Linked DNA regions of Hordeum vulgare: all the other regions are linked to region 2. A link is a contact called in public Hi-C data. All regions are on one chromosome and are shown on one strand. Each heading gives the region's core, a stretch centred on a gene start, on an enhancer-like site or on the middle of the called end of the contact. The rest is flanking DNA. Distances are from core to core; before and after follow the strand shown.

What was found. Hi-C and Micro-C count contacts between places; a contact is called where the count stands out from the background.
Region 1: a contact with region 2 is called in a Hi-C map of seedling, with 2.0 times the contacts expected there. The contact joins the promoter of LOC123400217 here to the promoter of LOC123399937 in region 2. A contact is called at or near these places in 3 of 6 Hi-C or Micro-C datasets (leaf and seedling).
Region 3: a Hi-C map of leaf shows a contact between it and region 2, with 2.1 times the contacts expected there. The contact joins the promoter of LOC123400222 here to the promoter of LOC123399937 in region 2. A contact is called at or near these places in 4 of 6 Hi-C or Micro-C datasets (leaf and seedling).

The regions. Positions count from the first base shown.
Region 1 is chr5H:507,045,095-507,047,794 of MorexV3_pseudomolecules_assembly, forward strand. It overlaps LOC123400217 (cysteine-rich receptor-like protein kinase 6), which reads right to left and starts at 1,392. Exons shown (of 8, transcript XM_045094643.1): 1 at 1,278-1,392; 2 at 256-1,142. The coding sequence starts at 1,321. It also overlaps the pseudogene LOC123400219.
Region 2 is chr5H:507,290,339-507,293,038 of MorexV3_pseudomolecules_assembly, forward strand. It overlaps LOC123399937, which reads left to right and starts at 1,369. Exons shown (of 1, transcript XM_045094328.1): 1 at 1,369-2,156. The coding sequence starts at 1,430. The coding sequence ends at 1,867.
Region 3 is chr5H:507,098,585-507,101,284 of MorexV3_pseudomolecules_assembly, forward strand. LOC123400222 (cysteine-rich receptor-like protein kinase 6) reads right to left here and starts at 1,423. Exons shown (of 8, transcript XM_045094647.1): 1 at 941-1,423; 2 at 440-849; 3 at 124-252; 4 at 1-42. The coding sequence starts at 1,422.

The DNA of each region.
Region 1 (2,700 bases), core at 142-2,641, 250 kb before region 2:
ATACATCCGTATGTAGTTCATAGTGAAATCTCTAAAAGGTCTTATATTTAGGAACGGAGGAAGTACTTCCTTCGTTTTTAAATATAAGTGTTTCTAGGCATTCTACTAGAAGACTACATACGGATGTATATAGACATACCTGAGAGTATAGATTCATTCATTTTGGTTTGTATGTAGTCATCTAATGAAATCTCTTAAAAGAATTATATTTAGGAACGGAGCGAGTAGTACTAACAGACGCCTAAACTGACTCACCTCTTCCGACCGCCGCCACCGGCGTCACAACATTGGGCACCACATCCGGCGCCGGCGCCGGTGCTGTGGTAGGCGACGGCGCGGGATCTCCAGTTGCTGGTAGGCGCAGCATTACCGGGCCATCAAGGAAGGGCCTGTTCTCGTACCGGACGCTGCACCTGATCCCAAGAACCCTCGCCCCGACGCTGTACAACGGCGTCCCCAACTGCTGGATCATGTTGGCGAGGCAATCCCGGCACCGCGCCGGCGTGAGGTCCGGCGTGCACTGCGCCCAGCTGTACACCTCGGGGATCTCCCGGTCGAAGGCGACCACACCGGACGCATACAGCCGCGTCGCCGAGGAGTTGTGCGCGGCGTAGTCCGCGGTGGCGTTGAGGAGCGCCGCCACGACGCGGTCGAACCGGGCCGGCTCCGCCGTGGCGTTGTCGCTGTAGGCGGTGCTGAAGGCCGAGCCCGACGCGGTGTCGTCGGAGGCGCGCGAGTCGAGGCTGGAGTAGTGGAGGAAGCAGGGGTCGTAGTACATGGTGGCCTCCTTGCTGTAGGCGCAGGCGCTGGGCAGGTCCTGGAATCCCTGGGCGAGGCAGCCGGAGCAGGCGGTGGCGTTGGCGTCGCCGCGGCAGAGCCCGAGGGCGCGGACCTGGCCGGCCCGCGCCGTGGCGTAGAGGCCGCCCGGGGACGCCGAGGCGTTGCTCGGGAGGGTGGCGGCGATGGCGCCGATGCTCGCCAGGTACGTGCTGTCGTTGGCGGCGAAGCTGCCGGTGCTGCCGCAGACTGGCCACGGGTACTCGGCGGCGGCTCGGCGCGCGAGGAGCACGGCGACGGTGACCACGAGCAGGACGGCATGCCGAGCCATGCCGTCCGCGTGTCTGCGCTTCAGCCCTCTGGCACTGCAGTTGGCAAATGTACGTATCAGATTAATTTTTCAATGGAAACAAGAGTCGTTCGTCAATTTGATTTCCACAATCCAGTGGGCTAGCGTTTACTAACATATGAGAAGATGAATGATTAGACAAAAGTATTACGAGTCGTAGCAGTGAGAGGGACCTGCCGCTGCGGTGCTCATCATCTGAGCCGCCTACGACTAGGACACCGCAATCATGCACGTATGGAAAGAAAGTGTCACATGGCTGACTAGCTAGTCTACTCTAGAGCGTTATCGATCTTATCTTCCAGAATGAAGAGGTAATAGCATCAGTGATCTTACAACTTGTTTTGATTTCAGAACTTACAAAATGACCCTATTTAATCCTACAACTTGCTTCTCTTGTGCAGTTTTAGTCCACAGCGAATCACAGCGCGCCAAGTGGACAGAGTGAGGCAGGGTTGGTGGTTTTGCAAAGTGGCCCCTCCATTTATCACTTATTAATCAACATCCATGCCGTTTCAAATAGCACCTAAATTAATTAAAGCTCCTCGGCCATGGCGATGATCTCCTCCAGGTTGAGGAACATCCTCGTGCGGTGCCTCTTGATGATGAGCAGTGTGGGCTTGACCTTGGGGCTCTCCCCGAGCGCCACCGCAGTTTCCTTGGGCAACGAGTAGGCGGCGCACATGAACCGGTTGAAATCGACCATGGTGACGCCATGCGGCGACTTGGAGGCATCGATGGTGAACTCCATGTAGGCGTGCGTGCCGAAGATGGCGTGCTTGAAGCAGTGCACCTGGTCGTCCTTGCTGAAGTCGATCAAGGGGTACTTGGACAGCTTCTAGAGCAGGTGTGGTACTTGATGGTCCACCAGATCGCCATGTCTGTGATGAGGAACTGGACCTCGCCGTTGAACTGGCTGGCCGTGGTGAAGAGCGGCACGATCACGTCGGTGAAGTCGTGGAAGAGGTTCCCCGTGTAGCCGGTGAGCGAGAAGATCACCACGGGCACGTCGTGGTACCTGGTGCACTCGACGGCCACCTTGGTCGACTTCACCATCAGCTCAGTGATGTGGCTGAGGCAGAACTCGTCGCCTTTCCGCGGGTAAGGCTTGATCTTCCACACCTCGCCCCTCTGCGAACCCTCGGACTCCATGAACAACACCGATCAGTGCATCTTAAAGCAGACAGCAGTCTTGAAATATTTCGTCTCGTTTGATGCGTGCGTGCGTGTATACTTTATCGTCTCCTCACCTATTAGAACAGAGCACCATTGATAATGTGCATGGTTTAATTTGCCAGTGACATATGACAATTTCAAGATAGTTAGGCAGGCCATGAAAAACCAAGACATATTTTTTCTTGCTGGTTGCTATGATTTCCTACCTTCCAAGTCCTCCTTCCTCCTTTGGTCTGATCGCTTAGGCTCTGCTTTTGCTAAGACCTGCAATTGCTCATTAAATTTGACTTGACTAAGAGAGCCGAAACAGATGCCTTGGCCATGTAGTAATCCAAATTCACAACAACAGTAGCAGCATCACGTTCATCATCGAATATTAAACTGACAACATTCAAATATAT
Region 2 (2,700 bases), core at 119-2,618:
GTTGTATAGGTGGTCGGATTTATCCAGTCTAGCACTTCGGCTGTAGATACTCTAAGAGCAACTCTAGCAGACCCCGCATCCCGCCCCGACCCGAAAAATAACCGCCAAAATGCGGGTCGGGACGAAAAAACCTGCCCGATCAGACCCCGCATCCCGCCCCGGCCCGCAAATATTTTTGCGGGGCGCGGCAAAATCTCGGCCCAAACCGCGTATTCGCAGGTTTCCCCCTCGTCATTGTGGTGCCCTACATATAAGCGAAAGCGGTTGGTGAAAGGACATTTCAGTCCGCACGGGGTCTAAAAAAACATATTCCACGAATATGTTTTTTTACGGATCAGTTATGCAGGGTCTGCATCCGCGGCCGTGCGCGCCGGCCCACAAAAACGTTTTTCTGCAAAGTGCAAACACGTTTTGCGGGCCGGACGGATGTGGGGTGTGCAAAAGTTGGTCTAAGCGGTACCAAATTGATCAGAGCTGCGGCAAGTAGGCAGAGTGTGGCCGCGGTGGCGGTGCGGCGTTAAATCTGTCGCTCGCGCGGGGCAGGTGGCATTGCGACGTCGCGGGACGACGACGAGCGAGTGCACCGGTGGGATGCCGTTCGAGGGCCGGGGAAAGGCCGAAAGCGAGATGCTGCGACGTCGCGGCCAGCCCAACCAAGGCCGCGCGTCCCGTCGGCACTCGGCAACCAAGCACGATTCTGTCTGCATCGGCGATTTCGGGAACGTGCACCAACAAAGTGGACGCACGCACGCAATTTCAGCTGCCCTTTCATGTCTGATCCCTCCCGGCGATTTGGTCAAAGAAAGGGGATGGATTCTACTCCTCTCCTACTTCTGTCTCCCGATCGATTATTGTTCACGGGTCGTGCTGGTACGTGCTTACCGACGAGGCACATTGTCGCCGCCCAGGAGAAGAGAATGACGAGATTGGCGCCATGCGGAACGAAGCTCCGGATTCCGGAGATCACCGACGGATACACCATCATGACGCCATCATCCGACAACGGAGGACGTTGCTTCGTCAAACCGTGCCGACAGCAGTCCACTGTCCACTGCTCCTGCATGTGAAATCTTTGAATCGGTTACTGTTTACGCTTTGTAGCAAGCGTGCTTTACCTTGTCTTCTGTTTTCCATGCGCATATGTGGACGATGGATTTTGTTTTAGATAGTAGATCCAAATGTCGAAATGTAGATGCATGTTCTGTTGACGTACGCCATGAAAAGCTTTTTTTTTTCCTCGCATTTTCTGAGAATTTATAACGCCCCAAACTCTCCGCAAAAAAATTATATAATGCTCCAAACAACCAAAACAGTCCCTCGCCGTCGCCGGTCATTCGGTCAACACGATCGGGGAACAGTGGCAACGCGAACACGGCGGCACCGGCATGCATGCAACCAACTGTCACCGTACGTCGCCCGCAAAGCTCTCATGGCCGCCCACCATCTCCGGCCGCCACCACCTACAAGGCTACAAAAACCAGGCGACGCCATTCCCGCCAAGCATCGCACGCCATCAACCCTTCCGCCACCTTGTCTCTCACTCGCGAAAACCCCCCTCTCCACAGGTTACCTAGTACACGTACGCACAAACGAGAACATGGCGCTCCAGAGCAGGACCGCTGCCGTCGCGCTGCTCCTGATCGCCGTCGTGGTGGCGGCCGCGTCGGTGCCGGCGGCGACCGCCTTCGGCTGCTTCGACGACTGCTACGAGCGCTGCGCCAACGGCGCCAAGGAGGACCCAGCCTGCACCAAGATGTGCGGCGAGGCATGCGGCGTCGCCGGCAAGGTTGTCGGAGGGGCCGCGGCCGGCGTGGTAGGCGCGGGTGCCAGCGCCGGCGGTGCCGGGGCCGCCACGCCCACCGCTTGAGTCGATCCCTACGTGTGCATGCATGCATGGCATGGCGTCGCCCAACTCAGGATCTACACGCACGTACGATCGATCATCGGAGGAAAGATGCGTGCCTGCATGCTATGTTCGTTCATTCGTTGGTGACTATAGCTAGTTCTTGTTGAATTCATTTGCTCTTGTCTTTGATTTGTAATCCGGTGCGTGCGCGCATGCATGCCATTGCATGATACGTAGGTGTAACAAATTTCCGGCCGGTGGTCTGATTTTATTGTTAATTGATTTCAATATACTATATATATCTCTGGTTTCATGTAGATCTCATCTCTGTGTGGATGTCGATCGTCCTCGTCTCTTGTTAATTGTTCTCGCTGTATCTCCTATATGTTGGTCAAAGAAGACACACAGTAACCATGCATATATGTTGCGTTGTCCATGTGGTTGGAAATCTTCTCTCTTCCAGTTACGAACTGCTTTTTAGAAACACCGATTATAATGTAGATACTCACACACGTAGAAACACCGATTATAATGTACTTCCTCTGTAAACTATTATAAATGCATTTAAATTACTAAAGTAATATTTTAAAATACTTTTATATTAGTTTACAGAGGGAGTAGATATCAAAAAGAAAACACCACCACCACACTCACTCTCACATAACTCCTACTGCTAAGAATTACAATAAGATCTCTTGAAGGCATCTTCTTTGTGGTATCACTCTTTGCAAGATGAAATGCCGCTGAGAGTTCAGCGAATAGACTGCAATTGAACTGGAGTAGAGATGTTGTAACTCGTTCACCTACACAAACTTGATTATCAATAAAGGTTTCTGAAAGCCCCATGAGGCCTA
Region 3 (2,700 bases), core at 173-2,672, 190 kb before region 2:
AATCATAGATCACACACTGCGCTCTCGAAATTTTCTTGAATGCTGGTGCCAAATGGCAAGAATGGTATCAGTAAACATTAAATTCCAGATCATGAGCAGGTACTCATTCTTGATGCCACTCACGGTTGTCGTGCTCGGTAGCCTTGTTAATCCTTCTGAAGCGAATGAAGGCCAGAGCCAAAAGAATCGATATCAATACAAGGGAACAAACGATGCCCACAGAGATACCCACTGCACTACTCTTTTTCTTCTCTGCAGTTGCATACACCAAACATGAACTCTAAAATTAGATAAAAATCTGTGACAACTCTGGCCGGGGTAGCTGAGCTGTCGGACAATTGGCAACAATTACAGTAGTATGATCACCATGAACAGCCTATCAAAACCGCATTAATTCTTCAGACAAAACCAAGAAAGAATCGTCAGAGTAATGTGTTACCAGCTCCAGTCTCTGGAGTACCAGATGACGGCGCAGGTGGCGCCTGAAGCTGCAGCATGGCCTGGCCCTGGTAGAATGGCCGCACGTTATACCTCAGGTCGCACCACTCCACACGAGATGAAATCCACGGCGGTTTGGTGCTCAGCTGGACTTTTATTTGCACGAGGAGCTGGCCGAGACAACTGCTGCACTGCTCCGGTGTCAAGACCGGCACACACTGCGCGAGCGCGTAGATCCTGGGGTCGAAGTCAACCTCGCCCGTGACGAAGTACTGCTTCTTGCCGTCGCTGGCGCCAGCGGTCGAGTTGCTCGAAGCAGCGGACACAGCGGTGAGGATGGATGTGGCCGCGGCTCTGAACCAGGCAACCGCGACTGTCGGAACGCTCCCATCAGCCGTTCTGGTTTGGATACTGGTACCGGAAATTGAAATTTGGAACAAGTTCATCGGAATCATTATTTAAATCCGGCAAGAGCATATTAGAAGTATTATATTTGCAATACCTGAGTTCGCCGGCCTGCCACTGGTCGGCCTTGAGGAAGTCCAAGAACTGGCGGTTGGCGAAGCGGAGGACGCAGTCGTCCTCGTACATGGTGACGCCCGTGTTGTTGGGGCAGCTCTGGCCGGCGGCGCGAAACGCTACCGCCACGCAGGCGGCGCAGGACGAGGCGCTGGCGTCGCCTCGGCAGAGCGCCATCGCGTAGGCCCGGCTGGCCGTGCCGGCGGAGAGGGCGGCGAAGCCGGCCGGCGCGGAGGAGGCGTTGCCCGGGAGCGCCGCGGCGAGGAGATTCAGGTTCGCCTGATAGGTGCTGTTGGGCGCGAAGGTGGTGCTGGGGTCGCAGGTGCTGTCCTCTAGCGGACGGGCCGACGGCAGTAGGAGCAGGACAGTGACCACGGCGAGGATACCGTGGCCGGCGAGCATCGCGGTGGCAGCGATTGGGAGGGAGTGTGTTGACTGCTCTGGGTCTTTTTGGGCACGCCACATTTGATTTACCAAAATGTCACGGAGAAAAAGTTGCACGTGGGCCATTAAAATAAAATTCTAAAAGGAAAAGACAAAGGGCAGTGCTCTGCGCCGGCGTGTTCGGTTGGCCGCGCGCCGCATGATCCACCAATTGCCGCGCGTCCGCACCGTTAGATCTTCATCCAATATTTCTATCCCGATGCAGCAAAATTTCAACGCGATGCAGCAATTTTTTCAACGGTTACAAAAAAACAGAATTTATTGAAAAAAAAATATCTACGCGATCATAGCAAAAAAACGAAGCTGATGATGCGTGGTAGCAAAAGTCAAACGCCGGTTGTAACAAATATCTACGTGAACGCGGATGCAACTTTTTTAATAAACGGTTGCAGCAAAAAATGATGCCGGCTGTAGCAAAAATTAACACGGTTGTAACAAAAGTCAAAACGCCGGTTGTAGCAAAACCCCAACGAAGTCGAGTTGCAACCAACCGTGGATGCTGCTTTTTTAACGGACAGCTGTAACAAATGAAAAACACTAGTAGCAAATATGAACGCTGGTTGTAACAATTTAAACGGAAAAATGTTGCATGCCTAATCAACGCTCAACGCGTGGGTCGCATGCGGCCGGCCGAACGTTTTGACCGACGCATCGACCAGAAACGTTTCCCAAAGACAAAAGGAAAAATCTATATTACGACGCCGCACAGCAGCCTTCCCATGCGGTGGGATCGTGGGCGTTATATTCTTCGCTACAGTGTTGTACAGTGTTGCAACACTATTTCACTACAGGAGAGCTATATATCTACATCCACGCACATATTACAGGACATTGTTTTAACATGGTATAGATCTATAGACTACAGTTGGCATGCATGCTACAGTGCTATAATATTTTTGCTATGAGAAGGAGCACACGCAACATTATTATTTTTTTTCCAAAACAAGAAGGGAATAATAGTGGAATTTGTTGAAGGTACATCAACCAGTGGTAGTGATTACTTTTTCTGCAGAAAACCTTCCTCCTTATTTAGCAATATAGCTGAGATTCTAGATCGAAAGCAGTTTGATGTGTTGCCATCGTGCATAGATCATTACAGTTTAACTGCATGTTATCTATTAAAAATATCAGTTGGGGATAACAATACGACAAGTTTTATGGAAATTTAACGCAATTAACCATGTAGGCGAGCATAACAAATAATTTGGCAATTGGACACAATTTTTCGGCAAGCTATATAAACAAAAAGGCAACTCGAAGCGACAACTAGAGTCTGAAATAATTGGCAAGCTATATGAA